2 separate regions of the Zea mays genome follow, and region 2 is linked to region 1. A link is a contact called in public Hi-C data. All regions are on one chromosome and are shown on one strand. Each heading gives the region's core, a stretch centred on a gene start, on an enhancer-like site or on the middle of the called end of the contact. The rest is flanking DNA. Distances are from core to core; before and after follow the strand shown. Region 1 holds the start of LOC100381915 (putative oxysterol binding domain family protein). Region 2 holds the start of LOC100216792 (Ethylene-insensitive protein 2).

Region 1 (7,891 bases), core at 1,886-4,385:
ACAACATGTACACTAGAAAATTCTGGTAAGAGACAGACTTCACAACATTCAATTAAGTACGTAATCAATGCACCAAGTCGATTTACAAAAGGGTGAATAAGGTGCATAGATTAACATACAAGAACCATGACATTCAGCAATCATAAAAGGATGTTGTCATCATTGTTTTGTATGAAACGTTCTATTTTAGATACGATCATTCCAGCATACTGGATTTAAAAACCTTGGAAGAATGCATCCTTGTGAGGAAATAGAAAATTGGAAAGGGGATTGCATGAATGAATAACCTAACCTAAATGTTGCCATCACTAAGCTCAGTTTTGATTCTACCGATGATAGCAACAGAACTTCGTTCATATAACCACCAAAATAGTGTAGTGTATAAAAGCTAAGGGCAATCTTTTTGTTTGCTTTTTTATATTTCCTAGTATTTTATAATAGCTACACATGGAGACCAAGAACTTGGCAACTTTGTGGTCAACAAAACCAGCAATGCTATTACTCAATCATCTACAAACCATAGCCAACCAATTTGTCTAATATTCTGCTGGCTTACAGCTACTTTGTCAGTATATGACACTAGAAAAATAAATTAACTGGTAATATCCAACACCGGAGTAGTATTCCATCATGCAACTTTTCTAGTGTCGTATTAACATGGATGCATCAGAATAATCAACAGATTTTTCCCACAAAGGTACAGTGCATCTCAATAACAAGTGTAACAGTAAGACATGACAAACCATTCCACCAACTATCGTACCACTATACTTCTCATGCCTTGGTTTAGAAGCAGATCCATACTCTTTTGACTGCCTTTGGCTCTCATCAACAAGGGTATTCTCCAAATCAACCTTTTCTGTCTTCAGCAAGGCAACACAAGAATACATCATCAGAGTATTTAAAACATTTTACAGGTTCAAGTCCCCCAGTAAACATCAATATGCAGATCTTACAAATTAGTGAACATGGAGAGCAGGGAAGAGAAGGGAAATTTAAAACCTCTCAATGTACAAATGGAAGTAGTGGCCCACATGAACATAAAAGATATATTTACACGACTACCTTCTAAGCTCTGTGCAGTGTTAGAGTATGCTTGGTCATTTATACTAATATGCTAATATAAAAGCACCCATTCCATTCTTTTCTCTTCTACATTCACTACCTTAGTAGTTTAAGTAATATCAACATAACTTGTAATATAAAAACCTAATTTAAATTCAAACCATCAGCAACCAAATGCCAGTTAACCTAAACTAAACCGAAAACATGTGTTACTGAATAGATGCTCTCATTTTTATCAGGCCTGACATGACAGAATACCTAATAGGCTAATACCAATTAGCTTGCTCTAGAGGTTAACATACTCTGGTTATTTGCCATCAAAACAACAAAAAGACAGCCAAGAAAATGTCAGGAATAGGGAATAAGAGAATTATATCAAATGATGGGTAGAGTAGCTAAAGCAACTAGGGTACCATTTTTGTACTCCAGAAGGACCAAAACACATGAGAAAGCAGTTTGTAGTCAAGAAACAAAAGTTCTGAAAATAACCCCCCGAAAGAACTTCGGTATCACCAAAGAGGCAGGTAAACAAAACCAAAACAAACATCTAGAACTATTAATTGAAACTTTACTTTGTTATTTTCTTCGTTGATGACAAGACAGCATAAGCTAGCTTCAGTAGCAGATTCATTATCAAATGCCCAAGTACGTTTGGCGATTGACAAAAACAACAGCGTAGGGAAGGTAGTAGACGAATTGAAAAATTTACAGCACCATCCACAGAGTAACAGCTAACATTCAGATCTCCAGGTACAATATGGTCAGTGGATGCAATCTACTGCAGAATAGCACGTTCTGTAAACCAATTTTTTACCAGTAGCTTCGTACTTTTTTCTTCAATGAACTCAATCATGTACAAGATGCAGAATATCACAAGCATGAGTGCATGACACACCCTGCACTAAAAAGCAATTATTCCCACTTCATGCACAACAAGATTCTTTTCGAATCCACAGGTACAGATTATGGAAGTACCTCTAGCTGGCGAAGAGTTTCCAAGAGGAGCGCATGCTTCTGCTTGGCGAGCACAAGCTGCTTGTGCAGAGCCTCGAATTCTTCTCGCACGATCCTCTCGCTGTCAGCAATGGCCGCCTCGCTGACCCCTTCCTGCTGCAGCCGCTGCCTTAGGCGCTCGGTTGAGACGGCCACTGCCGCAGCGGTGTCCCCTGGCCCGACCATCTCGCTAGAGGACATCCTCGGGAACATGTCCTTGGTCACCCGCAGCGCCTCGAGCCACGCAGCTCTGTCCTCCCTGGTCTCCGCCCGCAGGTGCAACGTCTTCGTCCCCGAGAAGATGGAGAATCTCCTGTCGTCCGATCTGCTCTCCCTCACGGTTGACACCTACACACGCAAGGGTCGCGTTAACAAGCTGGCAGAACACGAAATGGATCTGGCGATCACGAAGGAGGCACAGGGCCAGAACCGAGGACCTTGAGGTGGATTTCGCCGATGGGATTTCGAGGGTGGTGGTGGCCGTTGGAGTGGGACGGCGAGAAGGCGGAGGGGCGGTTGAGGCGGCGGAGGGACTCCTCGCCGATGACCTTGGCGCCCCGCTCGGTCTCGCGCGATAGGATGATGCGGTCGGGCCCGTGGATCTTGTAGAAGGAGAGCACGCCTTCGTGGAGAGCGAACCAGCGCGGCCTCCACCCGCGCCCGTAGTTCACCCACTTGTACATGATTCCCGAGATGCCGCCGCCGACGATCTCGTTCAGCTTCACCCCCTCGAGCGGCGAGGAATCGCCTCCTCCACCACCGCTGACCCCCGCTGCGCGCGCGCGCCTCTCACCGCCAGTGGCGGAGTTGTTTCGAGGCGGCGGAGGCGGCAACGGCGGGGGCTGCGGTGGCGGCATCACGGCCTGGGTGCCCGCCACAGCGGAGGACGCAGCGGGGGCGGCAGAGGCCGCGGGCGATACGGGCACGAGAGGCGCGCAGCAGAATGGATGCATGGAGAAGTCGGGGTCAGCACCGGCCGGGGCGCGCGAGGTCGCCCCTGTCGCCGGCGAGGTGGCGGATTCTTTTGTGTTTTGGGATCGTTTTATTTTTGCTCCGGGAACGGGTGGGTGCCGCCGGGAGCCAGGAAGACGAGAACGAAAAGGGTGGTGAACAGGACTACAGGAGCTATGTTTGCCTTTGCATGACGGTTGGTTGTCGCTTTTCTTCATCACTGTCACGAATGTTTAAATAACGAGTTACAAAATTAATTACTCCCTCCATCCAATTTAGTTGTTTTAGATTTATTCTAAGTCAATCATTAACCACTTTAACCGGTTATATTAGATGTTTCATAAGATATCACAATACAAAAGTAAAATTTTATAATAATTGACTTAGTACAAATTGAGAATGACTAAATCATGTGGGAGGAGGGAGTAGATGAAAACTAAATGACGATAATTTTATTAAGTCTAATTAAACATATAATTAATACTCGTAATTCATATTCAAACATTTAATATGACATAGATTAAACTTTAGCCTTAATAACCATAAACCCCTCAAGTGGTCAGGGAGGCATTGTCTCGATTTGGTGAGTAACCTTGCTGCTTTTCGTTCAGAACATTATTTGGTCGTGTCGATTTGGCGAGTAACCTTGTTGCTTTTCGTTCTGAAAAAGTATTTAGCCGTGTTTTGAACCTGTTTTGACAAAATGAAGCAATGTTTACTGACGAGTACAAGCAAATTGTTGGTTCTCTAGAAAAAATTGATTTTTGATTAATCCATTTGTTTTTAGAGAATTTGCATTTATAGTTACACTTGACCTAGCTAAAATACCATCTTCGGAATCTGATTGATGAAGAAACGGAGGCGCATCATAGTACTACAAATTCACAACAACTATCATGTTCATTTTTAATTCATTGTCGTCGATTTGAGCTCCAGTACAGGTAGCAGAAGAATGTTCTATCAAAACAATAGTGAGAGAAAAAATGCTCTAGAAACAAGGTAGATGCAAACAACTTAATAACACTGGAGACTGATCCATGAGAAAAAATGTCGTCCATATTTGTGGCTCACCCAATTCACACGTGCGAAGACAGAAACATAATTCCAACTTTCCCGCTGCAGCTGCTCGGCACTGTCATCGGCTCCTTTCCACGCTCGTAGCCTTCTTGAACGTCGCGGTGACGACAGACTCATTAGATTTCTAAAGTCATAGCAAAAGTTTGAGCGAGTGGTATCGGTACGATATAATTGCACTAACCGGAGTAAAATTCAATTATTGTTCTATCTTATGTTTATCTTGTGCGGCCTGACAGTGTGGTTAGCATCCTCGTCGAGCTCGGTCATGGGGTTGCGCATGTACTCATGCTTCCTGAACGAGCTCCGGCTGAGCACCAGCGCCGAGTAGGAGGCGTGAGGAGGAGATGCACGCGAATGTAGATTATCGCGCGGGGAAGTGAAGTACATGGATTGGGAGGAAACACAGTAACGTGTGTTTCTGCAGCGAATGGAGTGTTTTTCACGTGCAAATGAATAGAGAGTCTTCACGAGTAACTGTTGGATGGTTGTTTTCTACTTTTTACTAAACTAAGAATTGGATTAGAATTATTGGAAGTTGTTGGAGATGTTCTGAGTTCACACGCTCCATCTCTAGAAGTTATTGTCTCCCACCCTTCTTTCCAAAACTTCCCTAGTCTCTCTAATTAACTGACCGCTGGTGGATATCAACAGATATGCATGCTACGATCAATTTTTACCGTTATTGAAACCAACTCTCTCCTTTCCCGCACTGTAATTTATTTCGCGCATCAACACACACGCCTCATACCCAACACATGCATCTCGTACTGTACCGCCCCGCCGTCCCAGGGCCCATGGCCGTGGGCGCCCAACTCGGCATCAAGAATAAGTCTACTTTGGGTGTGTTGAGGTGTAATATAAACTAGTTCTTTGTCTTATTTAAATCCCTTTAATAGATCTCAATCTATTTCAATCTCTTGTTAGGTGGGGGTGGGGCTAACTTTTTTGGAGTTTTAGGGCCTGTTTGGTTCGTGGTTAAATGTGTCATATTTTGGCTAAGGTTAGTTTTACGAATTGAATAACTAACTTTAAACAGAAAAGTTAGACAAAGTATATCAAGTTAGTCTATTCGCCCGTTTTGCGTGTGCGATAAGCTGATACTGAGGGGGTGTTTGGTTGTTCCTGCTAAAGTTTAGCTCGGGTCACATCAAGCGTTTGACTTTTAAATAGGAGTATGAAATATAGACCCAACTAACTGGACTAGATTTGTCTCGTCTTTTAATCTTCGGCTGACAAATTAGTTTTATAATCCGACTACATTTAATACCCGGAACGGAGGTTCAAACATTCGATGGGACATATGCTAAATTTTAGCCGGGTGTAATCAAACACCCCCTGATACTCCTAGGCCGCTAAGGCGATATGCCGATATCTGGGGACCAAGGCGGGTCTGGCTACGGTATCAGATGTCATGTCATCCTCCGTTGTCTCGTCCGTTCCAACCCCACTACTTCCACTGCACACGCATCTCGCTTTTGTCGCTGCCAACTGGCAACTGGAGTCCGCCGTCTCGCCTACTGCCGCCAAAGCCAAACGGATCGGTGGCCCGACGCTGCATTACCTTTTTCGTCGTCATTGCTGTGTCGGTCGGGTGGGTAAAGTTCGGTAATCGTGCGCTGGGCCTGGCTAAAACTAAAAGCGTTTCTACTGAAGTCCTGTGCACGTTCCCCCATAATCGCTATGCCCCCATTGTTCTCCGTTCCTTTTTCTTCTTTAAACAAAAAGCAAACAGACAAGAGAGGCCAACGAAGGAACTCGTAACATAAACACACCGATACAAAGTAGCATGTGACCGCCCTTTCGTAGACGCTGACGGAACGTGTCCATTCGGCAAATGGTAATTGTTCACTCAACCAGAACTGGGGTGCGGATTGGTTTCGAGGGCATTTAGTTTAACGCATAAAACTTTTGAGCAGTCAGTGCATGTGGTTAAATCTGATATTTACTAATGTGGTTTCCTTTTAAATCTCCATGTTAATCGTCACCAAACATGCTTAAAAGTTAGTTTAAATATTTGAAATGCGCGGAGGGGGAACCGGCACGGAGTGGGGACTGGGAGGAAACCACAAAATTTGAAATGGAGGAAGACAAAAATTCACAGAGAGGTCCGCGGGGGAAGGGTAAAGAAAAACGGTTCGTAGGCATGGGCCGTGTCGGACTATAGTTGAGAAACCTTTTGGTAGTGCCGGCCCATCTTAACATCCAACAGAACAACGCTCGCCTGCTTATATTTGAGAAAGGAAACTTCTGGTTTTCTCTGCGCGGGAGGAAGAATGGCGTCGTGGTTGGAGCAGCTGCAGCGCGAGCTCGCCGCCCGCGGCCTCACAGTCGCCTCCATCCCCGGCAAGGGAAGGGGTCTCATCGCTACTTGCACCTTCTTCCCAGGTGAAACCGCCTGCTTCCTCGTTCTCCCCGAACCGATGGCGTAGATTTGTCACTACACGCGAAGCGTGGCGCTTGTTGCCCACGAAATGCTCGATTAAATGCGCGAACGGCACCTGCTGTGAACGCTGGTGCCATGACACGCATAGGCATAGACACGTCCTTGAATTAGTGTGATGATTTACTGTTCCGCTGTGTTGGTTCATTTGCTTGGCCTTCACTTGCGGTGTGTTGTTGCAGGGGATGTCATTCTCAATCAGGAACCTTACGCTTCTACACCTAACAAGATTTTAGTTGGATCGAGCTGTGACCATTGTTTCACCTCTGGCAACCTGAGGAAGTGCTCTATGTGTCGAGTTACTTGGTACTGCAGCAGCAACTGTCAGGTGCTGGCAAAACCTACTCTATATAGCACTTACATTTCCATCGATTGTGCAATCGTATGCTTGTGTGGTTAATTCACACACATTTTTTTTAGTGATTATCATGCTTTTGTTATCTTTTTTTACAACTGTAATATGTTGTTAGTGCAGAAAGAAGAATGGAAACTACATCAGCTGGAGTGTAGAGCAATGGCAGCACTTACAGAGGATAGAAAGAAGATGCTTACTCCTACAATTCGGTTGATGGTTCGGCTGGCACTCAAAAGGAAATTACAAAATGAGAAGGTATTATCTGCTTTGTTCTTGCCCCTTTTTAGCTTACCTCGGTTCAAACTATATGTGGTGTCTCATGTAGTAATTTCATTTCACAGTTTTCTTGAAAATGAATCTGTATACTAGTTACAATGCCTACTGGAGTCCAAAGATGCTACTTTATTTACCACAAAGACAATACCATCAAATGGCTTATGATTTCTTCAGAAACCTGTGCTTATGATGTGAATGATATCTTTGTATATATGATCCATAACCGGCTGCGTTTATTGCCAGGTCATTCCATCCTCAAGTATAGATAACTACAATCTGGTTGATGGCTTGGAGTCTCGTATCCTGCCGTGTTCATACATTTGACTGGCGATGAACATAAATATTATGATAAATGATGTTGAATTGACTTCATATACGAATAGATATATCGAAGGTTGATGAAAATCAACTTGTGCTCTATGCTCAGATGGCCAATCTTGTGAGCCTGATTCTTCCTTTTATTGAGCTTGACCTTAAGGAAATTGCACAAACTTTTTCTAAGGTAATACCTAACATAATGTTTCATCATCATGTCCATAAGTTTATGTTGTATTTGCACTCAAGGTATATAGCATTATTTGGCTACTACTACTATACAAGATAGATAACAGTGCTGGTGGCTACCACATGAATGGGTCTCGGGAGGGAATAACCGAGGCAACCTTACCCCTGCATTTTTTTGCAAAGAGGTTGTATCGAACCCAAGACCTTTGGCTCAGTGGAAAGGCTTCTCA
Region 2 (7,891 bases), core at 1,732-4,231, 310 kb after region 1:
TGTTGTTGTTGGATCACTTTCAACATGCAAGACACATTCATTCAGGATTGATAAGAGAACGTGCTTGTACATGCCATCTGAACACTTTACCTAAGCATTAGCAAGATACGTTAGAAATTAGACTTACCTGAACAAATGCCGAATGCGTATAAAAGTTGTGTACTATTATATTTGCGCCAAGAAGTGCCATCAGTGAATAAGCGCTTTCACCACTCAACTTGGGAAACATCGCATTCATATTGACTGGGGTATGTGGGTGACTGATTAATAAACCAAGCACAAAACAAAGAAGTGTAAATCCAGCTATACAGGCATTACATATCCCAGCCACCTTATCCTAGAATGAGCATGAGTAGGAAACAAGAATTACATAAGGTCGAATACTTAAGAAGGTTATCATTTTATGATGGGGTTATTTTGGGATTTATAGATTTACCAGTCGGGAGAGTGTGTATGGTAGTAGATTAACAACAACACTTGCAAAACATATGGCTGTGATAAGATTGTCATGTTCAAACACAAGGTTGAACCCCACTGCCATGCCTGCAATCTGAAGTAGCCAAATGTTAAGTGTTACACTTATAAGATGAGAACTACGGCATGCTCTGGTAAGGAGTAATGAGTACTCCAAAAATAAATGCATGCATAGCATGATTATATAAACATCCCAGAATGAATCACAACAGAGCGAAAAAATCTTAAGTTTGTAGGCATACCATTGTCAATTCAGAGGTCAATAAGGATAGCCATGCCTGGAGACCAAGAACAACACATATCACCTTACTGTATTCCAGGCAGCAGATCTATCAGTCATGTAGAAGTACAGAATAAGGTTGATATCTCCAAAAGACTACACAGGAAACAGTTTAAAAGGCTTTAGAATGAAAAGAACACTAAATTGATAGAACTTAAACTCCAAGCTATAAAGTTTATTGTTGGCAGTTCTCCTTGTTTCTTATTTGCATCTAATACTAAAAGAAGTAATTTTCATTCATGCCCCGGTCCGTCTGTCCCTCCACTCCCCAAGCATAATTCCTAACCGGTTTTACTGAGAGTAGCAGTACGTAATGAATTAGAGATACGAATCCTAATTGGTTTACTGTTGTGATGAATTAGAATAAGAATCCAAATTAGTTTACTGTCTCGTCCTTGACCCGAACTCACAACATGTGAGTAACTGAGTTAAAATAGGGCATGTCCAACGAAGTATAGAGTCTGATTCCAAGATGTATTGGAACGGATAATGCAATACACATGCATGTTTGCTTGTTGAAAGATAAGAGACAAATGATACCTTAGTTTCCTATTATCTGTACTGTCATTATATCCATGAAACCGAGGTTATTGTGAGAAAATACTGTATATTTTAAAGTCCTCACCAGCAACCCAGAAATAATCTTAACAGTAAGAAGTAAATACAGGCACAGAGTAACTAAGTTACATTATATTTCACTCAGAAAGGGATACGCTTCTTTTTAGATTCTGAGACAAACATTCAGAACTTGAGAATCCAAGCCTGCCCTTGTCTACTCAAAGATAAGTGCCAGGTCCATAGACCATAGATGAGATGCCAAATCATTGTTATGAATTGCATAAGAAACGCAACATTTTCAAGGTTATGCTAAGCACTACTATGTCAACTAAAATTAGTGAGATCTCTGCACAGTGGTTGTATTGACTGGCAAGAGTTCCACGAATTATCTCTGCAACGGCAAGAACAAGAAAGATCACAGTAAATCGTACCTCTGCAAGATTCTTCCCAGTGACCATGCCGATACACGTTGACAGATATTGGAATAAAATGGCTGAGAAATTGAAGAACAGCACCAGTAGCACAAGATCATAGCCGAACCGAGATCCAGCATCCACTGCTACCAACCACTTTCCAAGGTCAATATATGCCATCGAAATCAAGAGCGTTGGTCCAAGGGTTTGGAAAAGTTTATGTTGAGCATCCCCAGCAGCCAGAGATTCTATACTATGCACACTATTCATGGTGCAGAAATAATGTTAATCAGCGAAAGTATGGAAGACACCAGACCACTAAGCTTAATAGCGAACAGTAAACCAAACTCAGGCCATCTTGACTCTCTTTACGATCCAATTAGTCGATTGCCACTCCTCAGAGAAGATGATCATCCACAGCACTGTAAAAACCAAGGGATGTGGACTTTAACTTGCTTCACAAAGAGTTACACCACATAATTCTTACAGGGATGTGGGCTGCTATCATACTATGGCTAAGAGCCTAAGATGATAACATGTATGCCCCTTATGGAAATTATAAGAGCACTGTATAAGCAACCATGAACTAGTGATGAGGTGTCTTCGTAGTTCCTCCCAACTGAAACCTCAACAGTTAAGACCGAGCCACCTGCAACGTGATCAGAACATATCATATAGAAGGCAGCAAGTAGTCAGACAGAATCCTCTTCCAAATAAAGTGTAGTAATAAAACCCCAAAAGAACTTATATAAAAAATAAAGGATGCCTCCGAAGGGGCAAACCCCTTTTTCAGCTGTTACCTTTTATTCCAGAATTCCCCCCTTTTCCGCTTGGAATTCCCCTGCCACGAGAACTCTACAACAGGAGCGAGGTGAAGACCGAGAAATGCGCTGTAGGAAAGAAAAAAAAACTGCGAGCCCTACTGATCGTGAAAGCGGATTTCTGGAAAGCTTTGGGGATCTTTCTACGGTGCCTTCCTTGGCTAATGCGAGAGAAGAACGGAAGAAGAAAACTGGCTCCTCATCTTATTTGCTCCTCGAACATACCTCGGTGGGCGAGAGACCATGGCGGGGAGCAGGGATGGGCCAACGCGTCGCAGACCGAGATAGAGGCGGCGGGGTGGTGGCGGTGAGCAGTAAGACGTGGGAGGCGTGGAGAGTGTACGACCCCAGCTAGGAAGAGCGGTGGCATTCGCAGGGCCGGCAAACCGCCAAAGTCGGCGGGCGGCGGCATCAGGAATACAGTACACATGAGTACAGTACTCCATGACACCTGACGGCTTGTTCGTTTGTATTGGATTGCGTCCGGAATCGTTTGAGCTAATAAAAATTTATACAAATTAGATAAGCAATCCGGTTAGAAATCGTTTCGACCCACCAATCCAGCATAAAGGAATAAGCCCGGGACAAAAACGAATACCCGTGTCATCGTCTTCGGAACCGGCAACACTCACATGCGTGAACGGACGGAAAAAGTAGTCCTATTTTATTATCATATTGGAATCAAATGCCTATTACTTTTTTTTGAAGTATAAGTTTTGGCTGGAGACTGATAGGCTAAGAAATGAACTGACGAACTTTATTATTAACCAAGAATTACATACATGACAACAATATTCAAGCGTGGACTCCTCTCTCAACCCTACAAAGATCATGGTATGATCTCCATCCCCTACCCTGAGACTGACAAAACCAATGAAGAAACACATCGCACGGCGCAGCACAACAATTTACTACGAGACACAATCTGCCCAGGCTCATATGGAGATGCTGTTGGGAATGCCCATGGCAGTAAGCCCCTCGGCCTTCTCGCCGGTAACGTCCGACGTGTTGGGGTACAGCAGCATGTACGGCATTTCCACAGGCCCCTTCCGGTTCTTCAAGTCCGGACTGTCGTTCATCGTCTTGATCCGATTCTCAATCTGCACCAGCCGGCTCCCGAATCTTTTGAACGCATCCAGCGCCTTGGCGTCTGACGTCCAGCGATCAGGCTCGTCACGCTGGCCGAGGTACACCTCGTCGGAGGAGTGCTTGGAGAGGATCTCGATGAGCGAGATGCCCAGGATGGTCTGGAACTGGCTGGTGATGGTGCGGATGAACACCATGTCCGCCTCCTTCTGCCCCGCTCCCAGCTTCTTGTAGTCGTGGCTGCCTGGCTCCGGCATCGGGCGCCGGCTGGCCGTCGGCCGGTTCGGGAGGTACCCGGCGTATGGGTACTGCCCAAAGTTGACAGCCGCGTGCAGCGCGGATGCCACCCAGATGATGGTCGTGCACGCCCTAGCCAGCTGCTGGACGGTGTCCATCCTGGGCCACCAGTCTCGGTCCTTGAGGTCGCCGTGCGCCTCCTCACGCACCTCCTTCCACCACGCCTGCAGCTCCACGTCACGCTGGAGCTCGCCGTCGTTAGGGTAGTAGATGTCCAGGTACTCCTTGACCCACCGCTCGATCGCCCACCAGATGACGAGCCCGTCAACGGCATAGGGGTAGTCCTTGATCAGCAGTCGGACACCATATGGGCTTGACTGGTCCGGCACAGCCACACCTCTGAACGCACGCAACCACAACCACGTCAAGAACCGAACAGTTTTCTATAGGCGTTTAGTGCTGCTCACCTCAGTGTATTGTCTACGTACCTCTTGACGAGATCTGCTGGGAGAGCCTGCTCGTTGAAATTCCAGCTCTTGTACACGTCTGCCGACATCCCCAGCGCGTACTTTGCAGGGAACACGGTGCGCTCGAAGACGCCGCCGGCGTTGATGAGTGTCTGGCGTGCCAGGGCGTTGATGTTCAGCGTGTCACGGTAGTGCGGGCTCAGCAGCTTGTGCACGGGATGCACCACGCTGAGCTGCCGGTTTGTCGCGATTACGAACGGCTCGATCACCGCGTGCGTGTTCAGCCTGCAATGCAATGCAAGCCACACAATTAAGATTAGTGCTTCAGTTATCTATGTACATTAATTAATTAAAAGGAAAAAAAAAGAGAAAAAGGCACCAGAAACATTTCTTATACCAGTGGCTGATCAGCTGATGCCAGGCAGAGTCGTTTACGCAGGCATAAGCCTTGGCGAGCTGCCAGACGTGGCCCTCGACGCCGGTGTGAGCCGGGGTGTACACCTTGCTGACCGCGCCGCGCTGCTGGCCGTCAGGGTGGGGCAGGCTCAGCTCGATGGCCAGGGGCTTCAGCGTGCCATCGTCCTTCAGGAACAGTAGGGTCCTGCTGGCGTAGATGAAGTTCCCCTCCAGCTCGTTGATCTCGTCGAGGTACGGCATGAAATGGTCATGGTGGTCTAGGATGAAGAGCCTCTTGTTCCTCAGTGCCTGCACAGGGTTCGTTACGCGGAAATCAGATCAGTCGATGGTTTTAAGCGGCTTTCGGTTGTACGTGCGTGCGTTCATGCAGTCCAGCATACGTTCTGCACCGACAGGCCTCCCATGTTATGCCGGATGTGAGCTTCAGTGATCTTGCTGGTGTGGTCTCCGTACTGCCTTGGGTCCAGGGTGCTTTTAGCGGGGAACTCCTGAGATACGAAATATATATATAAAAAAAGGCCTTTAAGGCTCTGTACTCAGTTAATATATGGGGCAAGGTGTATTTTTGCCGATCCAAATGATGCAAGAACGCTAACCGTCAGACGTTTGATGATTACTGGGTTCACGCCTGCAAGTGTCTCTCTCGCGAACTCTTCGTCAGTCCTCCAGCCAAACTTAAACTCCGGAGCCTTTTTCAACACATCTGGTTTTATACCAACCAAGATTCAGCCTTAGCCATGGTAAATTTTTTTCTAGTTCAGGCACCGGCCGTTTAACATAGAAAGATTCCAAAAAAAAAAGAAATTTGGGTTTACCTGATTTGATGACATTTGGAAGGGGCATCTTTAGCGGGTGGTCATGGCTACCGTTCGGCAGAATGCTTCGAAGGAACTCGCTGGGGATCTTCTTCCTGATCTCTGCTATCAGTGGGTTGTTGGGTGCCTCTGGGCCCAGCTCGTAGAGCCCGAGGATATCCTCAAACGAATCGAACTCCTTGGGCGTGTCATCGACGAAAGTCCCCAGTGTTGGAAGAACAGCCTCGATGATCGTCTTCAGCGAGTACCCAAGGAAGTCCGACATCTTGAGATGCCCAAAGCGTTCGTCACGCGGGACGTAGATGTTCAGGTTCAGCAGGAAAAGCCTGCTCTCCGAATTTGGGTCTGCGTAAAAAGGTTAACTCAGCAAGGATTTCAGCCAAATTTCTGGCATCCTGTATGGTATGGACTAGCACTAGCTGACTTGAGCTAGTACCTTTCTTTGTTGGGTGCCGGCCAGTTCTGCAGCGACGGGGATACGGGTGTTCTTGGCTGCCACCGAGGATCGGCCGAGCGTGCTCTTCGCCCTTGTCGGGATCACCAAGGTCATTGTAGTAGTCGTAACGGTAGACGCGATCATGCTCCTGGTATGGTCCAGGATTATCGTCGCCACGGAGAATCTTGAGCTCATCTTGCCGATAAGGCACCAACGCCGCCGGCATTTTGCTCGGCAGATAGGTCTGCAAGCAACACAGGATTAGAGTGAGACTGGCCTGTTTTTTTCTATATATAGCCACGGAGTAATATAGTGCTGGCAGAAGTAAAACGTAGGATGAATATGCCGTGATGGATCAACCAGTTCTGGCCTTCTGGGTCAACAAACGAGCATAATGAATATGCCCTGATGGATCCTTTCCACAAACCTAATTAAGCAGCACTACTTTGCGTTAATTTAGTCATATGCTACGTAAATGCAGTAGAGAGCCCTAACAATAATACGAAGTGATGAGTGTGTGGATGCGGTTGTTTGGTAGTACGTGTTGTGTAGGAGTATACAGATACATATAGCAATGATTGTCCTTGTCTTGTCCATATTTTTGCTTCTAGCAGCAAAAAAAAAAGTAACCTCAATTTTTGTAATTAGTTTTTTAAAACTCCTTCTCTGTTAATATATGCCCGGTAGATCTCCTCCTGCTGGTCGCTTTTCAAAAAAAAAAATCGTGACATGCATCAGAAAGATTAATACTCACGTCGTTGGCGAAGAAGATGCGTTCCTGGGAGTAGAGCTTGTGCGGGTAGACCCACGAGTTGGCGACGAAGACGACGGTGCCCTTGCCTGGGACGCCCTCGAGGGTGAGCGTCTTGAGGAAGAACTCGGCGTGCTGCAGGTTCCTGACCAGGACGGCGCCCGGGATGCCCTGCGACTCGTCCCACTCGAAGCTCACCCGGTACACGGTCTCCCCGTCCGCCGTGGACTTGAGCGACACCACCGCCTCCTCCAGGTGCGCCGCCTTCCCCACCTTGCCACGGCCCCCGTTGCCTGGGATCCACCAACCCATGACAGCATGACGGCGAGGTTTCGTTTAAGCACATTATTAGCTCCACACACACACACACAAAAATAGTACTAATAAACAAGGTTTACTATACGACATTTCAGCGGAGATTACAGTACGGCCGGCCGGGTCCTAAACGCCTGCATGCAATCAGATGACGCTAGCTGGAGCGTTGCCGTGGAAGCGATAGCGAACATGAAACCGCAGTCGCGTTCGAGATTCAGAATGCCACACCACCCACACACAACAACTGTTCCAGCCCGGAGAAAATTCCAAAAAAAAATACATCCCTGTCTCACTGTCTGTCCGTGTCCATGGAAGCAGAGCAGGCAAGCAAGTTTCTTAACCGCAATCATGAGTTCGTCGCAGAGACACGGACCCAGCCACCGCGGGTGCAACGGACCATGGACCAGCGACCAACTCTCACGGGTCGCGCGGTGTCGCTCCTGTCCGTCTGACTGTGTGCTTGCCATGCCGGACGGGTGACCAGTCCAGTACAGGCAGGAAGAGACGAAACGTAGAAACCGAAATGGACGGCGAAACGCGCGGTGGCCGCATGCCCGTGCGTTCCGGTCCGGCCACGGGCGGCGAGCCGGCGAGCGAGCGCGGCCGGCGTCACGTCACGGCCCCGTGGCCACCGGGAGCGGGCGTGTTCAGATAGGTGGCGTGGGGCAGGGGCTCGCTTACTGGGGTCGGCCGCGGTGGCGCTGACGAGCTGGAAGGCGACGCCGTCGTCCCAGCCGAGGATCCTGTGGACGCCGTCGAGGAGCGAGGCGTTGAAGTCGCCGACGTCCAGCACCTCCTTCTTGACCAGCCTCACCGTGCCG

What was found. A called contact is a pair of places that touch in the nucleus more often than the background predicts.
Region 2: a Hi-C map of tassel shows a contact between it and region 1, with 2.0 times the contacts expected there. The contact joins the promoter of LOC100216792 here to the promoter of LOC100381915 in region 1. A contact is called at or near these places in 2 of 25 Hi-C or Micro-C datasets (ear and tassel).

The regions. Positions count from the first base shown.
Region 1 is chr5:12,553,385-12,561,275 of Zm-B73-REFERENCE-NAM-5.0, forward strand. LOC100381915 (putative oxysterol binding domain family protein) reads right to left here and starts at 3,136. Exons shown (of 3, transcript NM_001174692.1): 1 at 2,496-3,136; 2 at 2,041-2,406; 3 at 1,672-1,961. The coding sequence starts at 3,011. The coding sequence ends at 1,911. It overlaps LOC100192749 (histone-lysine N-methyltransferase ASHR1), which reads left to right and starts at 6,357. Exons shown (of 14, transcript NM_001137948.1): 1 at 6,357-6,471; 2 at 6,709-6,854; 3 at 7,002-7,136; 4 at 7,401-7,455; 5 at 7,541-7,659. The coding sequence starts at 6,360.
Region 2 is chr5:12,862,279-12,870,169 of Zm-B73-REFERENCE-NAM-5.0, forward strand. It overlaps LOC100216792 (Ethylene-insensitive protein 2), which reads right to left and starts at 2,982. Exons shown (of 8, transcript NM_001359500.1): 1 at 2,772-2,982; 2 at 2,526-2,580; 3 at 1,744-2,374; 4 at 717-803; 5 at 437-550; 6 at 128-337. The coding sequence starts at 1,995. It overlaps lox5 (linoleate 9S-lipoxygenase5), which reads right to left. Exons shown (of 9, transcript NM_001112505.1): 1 at 7,752-7,891; 2 at 6,759-7,048; 3 at 6,005-6,248; 4 at 5,569-5,913; 5 at 5,350-5,456; 6 at 5,134-5,241; 7 at 4,734-5,041; 8 at 4,358-4,621; 9 at 3,283-4,268. The coding sequence ends at 3,482.